Linked DNA regions of Anas platyrhynchos: region 2 is linked to region 1. Evidence: chromatin contacts called from public Hi-C data. All regions are on one chromosome and are shown on one strand. The core of a region is the stretch at or near the end of the contact, and the rest is flanking DNA. Distances in the headings are between cores, read along the strand shown. Region 1 holds the start of ATP6AP2 (ATPase H+ transporting accessory protein 2). Region 2 holds the start of RPL8 (ribosomal protein L8).

Evidence for each region. A called contact is a pair of places that touch in the nucleus more often than the background predicts.
Region 2: a contact with region 1 is called in a Hi-C map of subcutaneous adipose tissue, with 2.9 times the contacts expected there. The contact joins the promoter of RPL8 here to the promoter of ATP6AP2 in region 1. A contact is called at or near these places in 3 of 8 Hi-C or Micro-C datasets (skeletal muscle and subcutaneous adipose tissue).

What each region holds. Positions count from the first base shown.
Region 1 is chr1:122,796,084-122,799,710 of IASCAAS_PekinDuck_T2T, reverse strand. It overlaps ATP6AP2 (ATPase H+ transporting accessory protein 2), which reads right to left and starts at 1,677. Exons shown (of 9, transcript XM_027449006.3): 1 at 1,520-1,677. The coding sequence starts at 1,577.
Region 2 is chr1:123,021,233-123,024,859 of IASCAAS_PekinDuck_T2T, reverse strand. It overlaps RPL8 (ribosomal protein L8), which reads left to right and starts at 1,668. Exons shown (of 6, transcript XM_027449001.3): 1 at 1,668-1,784; 2 at 2,080-2,223. The coding sequence starts at 2,086. LOC106014871 (a long non-coding RNA gene) reads right to left here and starts at 1,354. Exons shown (of 3, transcript XR_001186512.5): 1 at 1-1,354.

The sequences.
Region 1 (3,627 bases), core at 428-2,927:
AAGACTTCTCGCTTGATGCAGCACTGGGCCTCAGCTGACTGTGCAAAGCCACGACTCGCTGTACTCCTCGTGCTGGGTTTTCACTTACCTGGGATCCCTCTTTCCTCTCTTCCCTGTTACATTCAACAACAAAGCTGACTACATATCCTTGTAGGGTGTAGTACAATGCCATTTATGCTGTAATAAGGTCAGAGAGGACTACATAGAAATGAGAGAGTTATTTCAGTCTAGCTGCCTACTTAACGTCACTTAGGCAGAACAGCAAGACTGTGTGTACACAAACACCTAACAGCTTATCTAAATCAATTCTAAAACATATTTGGTGCAAATCTGTATGTAAGCAGTCACACACACAATGCAGAGTTTCAGAAATATGCTTCTACCATAAAAATGATCTGATACAATGCTTAAGAAAACCAAGGAAGAAAGCAACAAATACTTGCAGGCCACCTAAGCTTCAGTTCCAATTACACCATCAGTCTGATTACGTGCTTCAAACTTACACATTTGTGGTAAACTTTTAAAGAAAATATAAGCAGCTACTCTCATGACCACTGAAAATTAGTTACCAGCCTGAGCAGCTATAGAAAGTACTTCTCCAGGGGATCTGTAAATCTAAAGGCCCTACACATACACACATAAAAAAAGCAAGCATCAGTAGTAACTGATGTGAAGCGCAATTATAATTTGTCTTGACATTAGTTTAACCAATTCGACCTTGAAGATGTTGCTTTAAACCTGGGTCATGATCATGCATACCAATGTTGACAGTAAACCTGAGCTATGTTACAATAAACACACTAAAGGAACAAAGTACTGTGAAGCAGGTCAGGGAAGGGTGGCAAAAGGCAGGCAGGAGGCCAAATCAACAGATGCATACGGAGCCGGTTCAAAAACACTTTTGTTTTAAATTGATATAGGTTCTCTGGGTGGCCTGCTATCAAGTGTAATGGTATAGCAAACCATATCTTGAAAAACATGCAGGTTTCCATGACAGTTTGCTTAAGAAGGAATTTACAATTACAGCTTTGCTCAATCAAATAGTGACAGGACAAGGGGGAATGGTTTAAACTGAAAGAAGATGGATTTAGGATAGATATTTGGAAGAAATTCTGTAACTGGAGGCTGGTGAGGCCCTGGCATAGGCTGCCCAGAGAAGCTGTGGCTGCCCCATCCCTGGAGGTGCTCAAGGCCAGGCTGGATGGGGCTTTGGGCAGCCTGGGCTGGGGGGAGGTGTCCCTGCCCATGGCAGGGGGGCGGAACCAGGTGGCCTTTGGGGTCCCCTCGTTCCCCAGCCAGCCCCCGCCCCCACACGACGCCCCCCCAGCCCACAGAGCCCATGCTGAGCCGCCGCTCGCCCCCCAACCCCAGCCCTCCCCCACCCGCCCCCGCGCGCGCCCCTTCCCAACCGCTGCGGCCTGGCCGTTGAGGCGCGCGACCGGCCGTTAACGACCGTTACGGCCGTTACCAGCCGCTACCGGCCGCCCACCTCACTCCCTCCCTGCCCCCGCCGCCTCACCGGCCAGGCAGGCCGCGACCAGCAGCACCGCCGCGGGCACCACGCCCCTCCGCCCCATGGCACCCCCGCCGCCGGCCGCCGCCGCACTGCCAGGCCCGGCCGGGAAGACGCCCGGCCCCCCCCTGCCGAGCGCTGACGGGCAGCCGGCGCGGCCAATGAGAGGGCGGGGTTCCCGGCGGAGGGGCGGGACCGAGGGGATAGCCCCGCCCACTCCCCGGCCCGGCCCGTCAGGTGAGGCGCTGCCTCGCTAGGGGGCGGGGCCGTGGTTTGAGTGGCGTTTCGGCTGGGCCAATCAGATCGCGTGGGGGAGCTCTGCGGCATTTCCCCCTACCGGTAAATTGGCAAGGAGGCGGAGCCTAGTGGGAGTGAATGACAACCGCTTTGTCCAATCGAAGCGCGAGAGGTCAGGGCCTCGCCCCTCCCACCGCCCCCTCACCGCGGCCGTGCGGGGGGAGGGAAAATCTCTGATTGACAGGCAAACCAACCAATCACAGGCTCCATGAGGCGCGGTGAGGGGCAGTGGGTGTGGGAGCCGTTAGTGATGGGGGCAGTTCCACAGCCCTTAGGGCTGGAGGAGGGCTCCAGGGGCTCCATGTCCGACCACCCACTGCCACCACTCAACCGTGTCCCTAAGCACCACGGCCAGCCTCCCCTTAAGTCACCATAACCTTCATAAACCACGCTGTGCGAGTCACGGGCACTTCCAATTAACACCCACGTAATTAATGCTCTGCTTGGCGCATGACGAAACCAGCACCACACAACGGCTGCTGTAGAGTAAATGCAAATAGTTTGTGGACACCACAGTAAGAGTGTGACCAGGCCGCTTGTGGTCTCTCCTGCCTTCTCAGCAGGGCTAAGAGAACATAACGATGACGATCATTAAACAAGGACATTGAATAACTGCTTTTTCAGTGACCCTGGCCCATTCTCTTCACTGAGAAAGACAGAAATACATGTTAAAAACTATCCTGTAAGCTAACGATGCTCGCACAACGTGTGCGTCCATGGGTTGCAGTTGAAGGTTATGTGTGCTACCTCATTTGTGGTATTTGCGAGCTCCTGTGAGCTGCACAGTCACCCTTAGTCCAGCCCCCGTTTGGACTGGATATACACCCAAAATGTTGATAGAAATAGGGGCAGGACAGTGCCTCAAAGCAGTAAGGTTGTGAAACTGCTGGAGGGCGTTAGGGGTATGTGATGATGTCTTAGATGGAGATGTAGTGGGAAGTGCAGAGCAGAGAAAGCAGAATACAAAGGAAGAAGTTTCTTCCTTTGTCTAAATCAAGGATTTCTTTAAAATGTGAAGTGTTAAAGAAGGGGACAGGGTAAATAAGACTGCTTTAATGAAGTTATTTCTCTTATATCCACTACTATCTCTGCATTTCAAATCTAGGCATGTTAGCTGTCATTTCAGATTTTGTTAGGATTATCTTGAGATTGTTTTCCATAAAGCATTAATTATGGAAGCCATGCTATGAAGAGTTTCAACTTACTTTTTTTCATATTTACAGAAATATTTATTTTTTTAAGTCTTAATAGAAATAGAAATAGAACAGAAATCAGAGTATGGCATTTGGATATTCTTCCATTCCTTTTCTGCTTTGAATTACTTTTCTTCTTGAAGTCGCAATAGAAAGATGGTTTGTGAAAAAAATCTCTCTTCTATCTTACACGTTCTTGTTCTCATCTTGGTTTCTTCTTTGCAAAAAAATAACAAATAGAAGCAATACATTTCATTATGAAACAGTCAGCTCTCACTAACTCTGTGCGCTGCTTTTCGGTGCCCACTGGGTATCTGCATTGCAGTGAAGCCCTGGTATAAGAGAATAATACGATCACTTTAGAGGCTGGCAGAGTTCTAGCTATTTTCTCTAGGCTTAATTTAGATCCCAGCTGTGCTCGAAGAGAGTGAATTTTGTAATCCTGTAAGCAACGTTTGTGACAAAATCTACACGCAGTAAAATTATTCTATTAAACTGATTTCATTTTGAGCTCCTGCTCAGGGCAAGTAAAAAAATATGAGACTACATGCACATTAGGTCAGAAATAATTTTTATTAAGCCATATACTGCTAGTAGCAGTCACAAAATCAAAGTGCCAGCTGT
Region 2 (3,627 bases), core at 419-2,918, 230 kb before region 1:
ACTGGTGCAGTTCTGACATCTATTTACATTCCTTCCCTGGGATCTCCAAACTTTCTTGAGGCTTTCAGTTTTGCATCCAGCTGTGCACCCTAAGGAAAACGTGAGCTCATGCAGAGGTGAGGTCCAAATGTATACTGTTCCCAGCCTCCTTTCGTTTTTCTCTGACAGAAAAACACTAAGAGCTGGTTTGAGTGATACTGGGACTGCAACCATCTCTGGGCATGCAGCATGCTCTGACCCAAAAAAAAAAACAACACGTGGCAACACAGCCTGAGGTGCTGCAGTGATACACATGAGTAGTAACAGTTCAGCATTACCAGGAGGAAGGGCTAAAACTGCATCCCTTGAGATGGTGAGCTCAGAGCTCTTCACACTCGTGGTATGGACATCTCTAAAAATATTCAGAGTATTCAAAAAGCTGGTGGGGAGGAACAAGGGACTGTTCTGGTTTCGGACTCATTGTCCGTGTTGCTGCACTGCCTTAGCTGCTAGGTGGCTGACCAAGCCCATGGTATAATTGAAAGATTGCAACTTCGTGGTGATAGCAGTGCAAGACTGCACCATGAATTAAATAATAATAAAATGAATACAGGGTTTAGTTGGTGCAGGATAATAAAATTAATGAGTGTACTAAATCATTACACAATCATGTCTCTTCTTGTGTAATTGATTACTAAGTCCTTAATTAATTTGCTACACAGAACGTGAAAGGGGAGTGACCAATACAATCTCCTGGATTTATGGGCATTATTTGGAAATGTGGGTAGTTCCTTAAGGCTCGGACTTTTGTCGGATTTAGTTGCAAAAGCTGCCCCCACATCTAAGGCCATCAGGAGCCATAAATCAAAATCTCGAGTTAGTCACTCTGTGCATCAATGTAAACCAAAATCAGCAGCAGTTTGTGGTAGTATCTCAAGCTGTAATCTCCCAAACGGGGCTTGGGCTGAGCAGCTGGCACCTTGAAGGTTAGCTGTTAAGAAATTGGATGCTTGGGTTCAGTTTAAAGTGATTGCTTATGTGGGGCCTACACATAGACCATTAGTAGTGAAAAGGTGAATTGGGTCAGCTGTAGCCACCTCTTCAAGAAGGGGAAGGGCTTGTGATGCTAAAGACATAGTGGGGTGTTAAAGGCATGAAGGCATTTTCCATTGCACCTTCCAGGGCATGGCACAAACTGATTAGGAGCACTACGACACTCGCCGTGCTTTGCGTTATCTCCCAGTTACGCTCTAAATGGTATTGATAAAAATCGGACACAGGCAGCGTGAAGTGGCTGGAGGGTTTTTTTTTTATTTTAAGTCGCTTCTTAGTGTGAACAGGACAGGACAGAAATCTTAAAAAAGAATAAATAGATAGATAAAGAAAAAGAGAAAATAAAAATAATAAAAAGAAAAAATAAAGAAAAAATAAAAATAAAATGAAAAAGAAAAAAAGAAAAAATAAAGATGAAATAAAATAAATAAAATAAAATAAAAAATAGAGAAAAAATAAGGAAAAAATAAAAAATAAATAAAAATAAATAAAAATAAATAAAATAAAACATAAAAAATAATAAAACAAAAATAAAATATAAAAAATAATAAACCAAAATAAAATAAAATAAAATAAAATAAATAAATAACCCCGCCATCAGCCCCCCCCCCCGCCCGCAGCCGGGCCCGCCCGGTTGCCAGGCAGTGACGTCACCGCCGCGCGCCCTCCCTCCCTCGCGCCGCGCGCCGGAAGAGCCTTGGCGCCGCGGTGACGTCAGCGCCTCCTCCTTTCCCAGCGAGGCCGCAGCGCAGGTAGGAGCGCGGCCGCCATCATCCGCCGCCATCCATCGCCATCCGGCCCCGGACGGCGCCATCGGGCCCTCAGCCGCCCTCCCCGGCCCTGCTCGGGTCCTCCTTCGTTCATCTCCCCGCGCGGCCGGGCCGGGCTGCGCCGCGGAGGGCGGCGGGGCGCGCTGCGGCCTAGCCGGGCGGTGATGGCGGCGGGAGGGCTGAGGGGGAGGCACGGAGGGGATTGGGGGGAGGGGGGGAGCTGCCGGGTGCTGCCCGGCGCTAACGGCCGGCCCCGTGCCGTCGCCTGTGCCCGCAGGGCGCCATGGGCCGCGTCATCCGAGGCCAGAGGAAAGGCGCCGGGTCCGTGTTCCGCGCCCACGTCAAGCACAGGAAGGGCCCGGCCAAGCTCCGCGCCGTCGACTTCGCCGAGAGGCACGGCTACATCAAGGGCATCGTCAAGGTACGGCCGGCGGGTGGGTAAAGGGGGCTGCGGCCCACCCCCAAACCTCGCGTGTGTGAGGGATCGTGCTTAAAGCTGGCTCCTTGTTATATACTCTCCTGATGTTCTGTTAAATCTGTTCCTTAAAACATTAAATGAGAAATCTGTGGCTGTATATCAGTAGGAAAGTGGATGACCTGTAGGCAGCAGCACGGTTTTCTGTTAGAGCTTTGCTGATGCAGAAATTCGAGCGTCCTTCTGCATCACTCTGAGTTCTCTGTAACGCACGAACCATGAGAGGGAAGGGAGGTGCCCTGAGAGTAGGCTGCATCTTAAAAAAAGTTATAAGCACAACCAATTGAAGCAAGGCCGTGCTGCCATGTGGGCAGTGCCCCAGTGTGTCAGGCAGTGCGCTGTCGCTGTTTTCTGGTTGTCAGTGACTGAGACCCCAAGCAGTGTGTACCCAGCCTGATGCCCCCAAAACCTCGTAATTTCTTCATCCTTTCAGAACACACTCATCTTGAGAGCGCAGGAAGAGTGGATTTGATACTTAAAGTAATTGAGTTTGATGAAAGAATCACAGAATTTCTAGGTTGGAAGAGACCTCAAGATCATTGAGTCCAACCTCTAACCTAACACTAACAGTCCCCACTAAACCATATCCCTAAGCTCTACATCTAAACGTCTTTTGAAGACTTCCAGGGATGGTGACTCCACCACCTCCCTGGGCAGCCCGTTCCAGTGCCTAACAACCCTTTCAGTAAAGAAATTCTTCCTAACATCTAACCTAAACCTCCCCTGGCACAACTTTAGCCCATTCCCCCTCGTCCTGTCACCAGGCACATGGGAGAACAGGCCAACCCCCACCTCTCCACAGCCTCCTTTAAGGTATCTGTAGAGAGCGATAAGGTCGCCCCTGAGCCTCCTCTTCTCCAGGCTGAACAAGCCCAGCTCCCTCAGCCGCTCCTCGTAGGACTTGTTCTCCAGGCCCCTCACCAGCTTCGTCGCCCTTCTTTGGACCCGCTCAAGCACCTCGATGTCCTTCTTGTAGCGAGGGGCCCAAAACTGAACACAGTACTCGAGGTGCGGCCTCACCAGAGCCGAGTACAGGGGGACGATCACCTCCCTAGCCCTGCTGGTCACACTGTTTCTGATACAAGCCAGGATGCCGTTGGCCTTCCTGGCCACCTGAGCACACTGCTGGCTCATATTCAGCCGACTGTCCACCATCACTCCCAGGTCCTTCTCTGCCTGGCAGCTCTCCAACCACTCATCTCCCAGCCTGTAGCTCTGCTTGGGGTTATTGCGCCCCAGGTGCAGGACCCGGCACTTGGCCTTGTTGAACTTCATGCAGTTGACCTCAGCCCATCGGTGCAGCCTATCCAGATCCTCCTGCAGAGCCTTCCTACCCTCGAGCAGATCGAC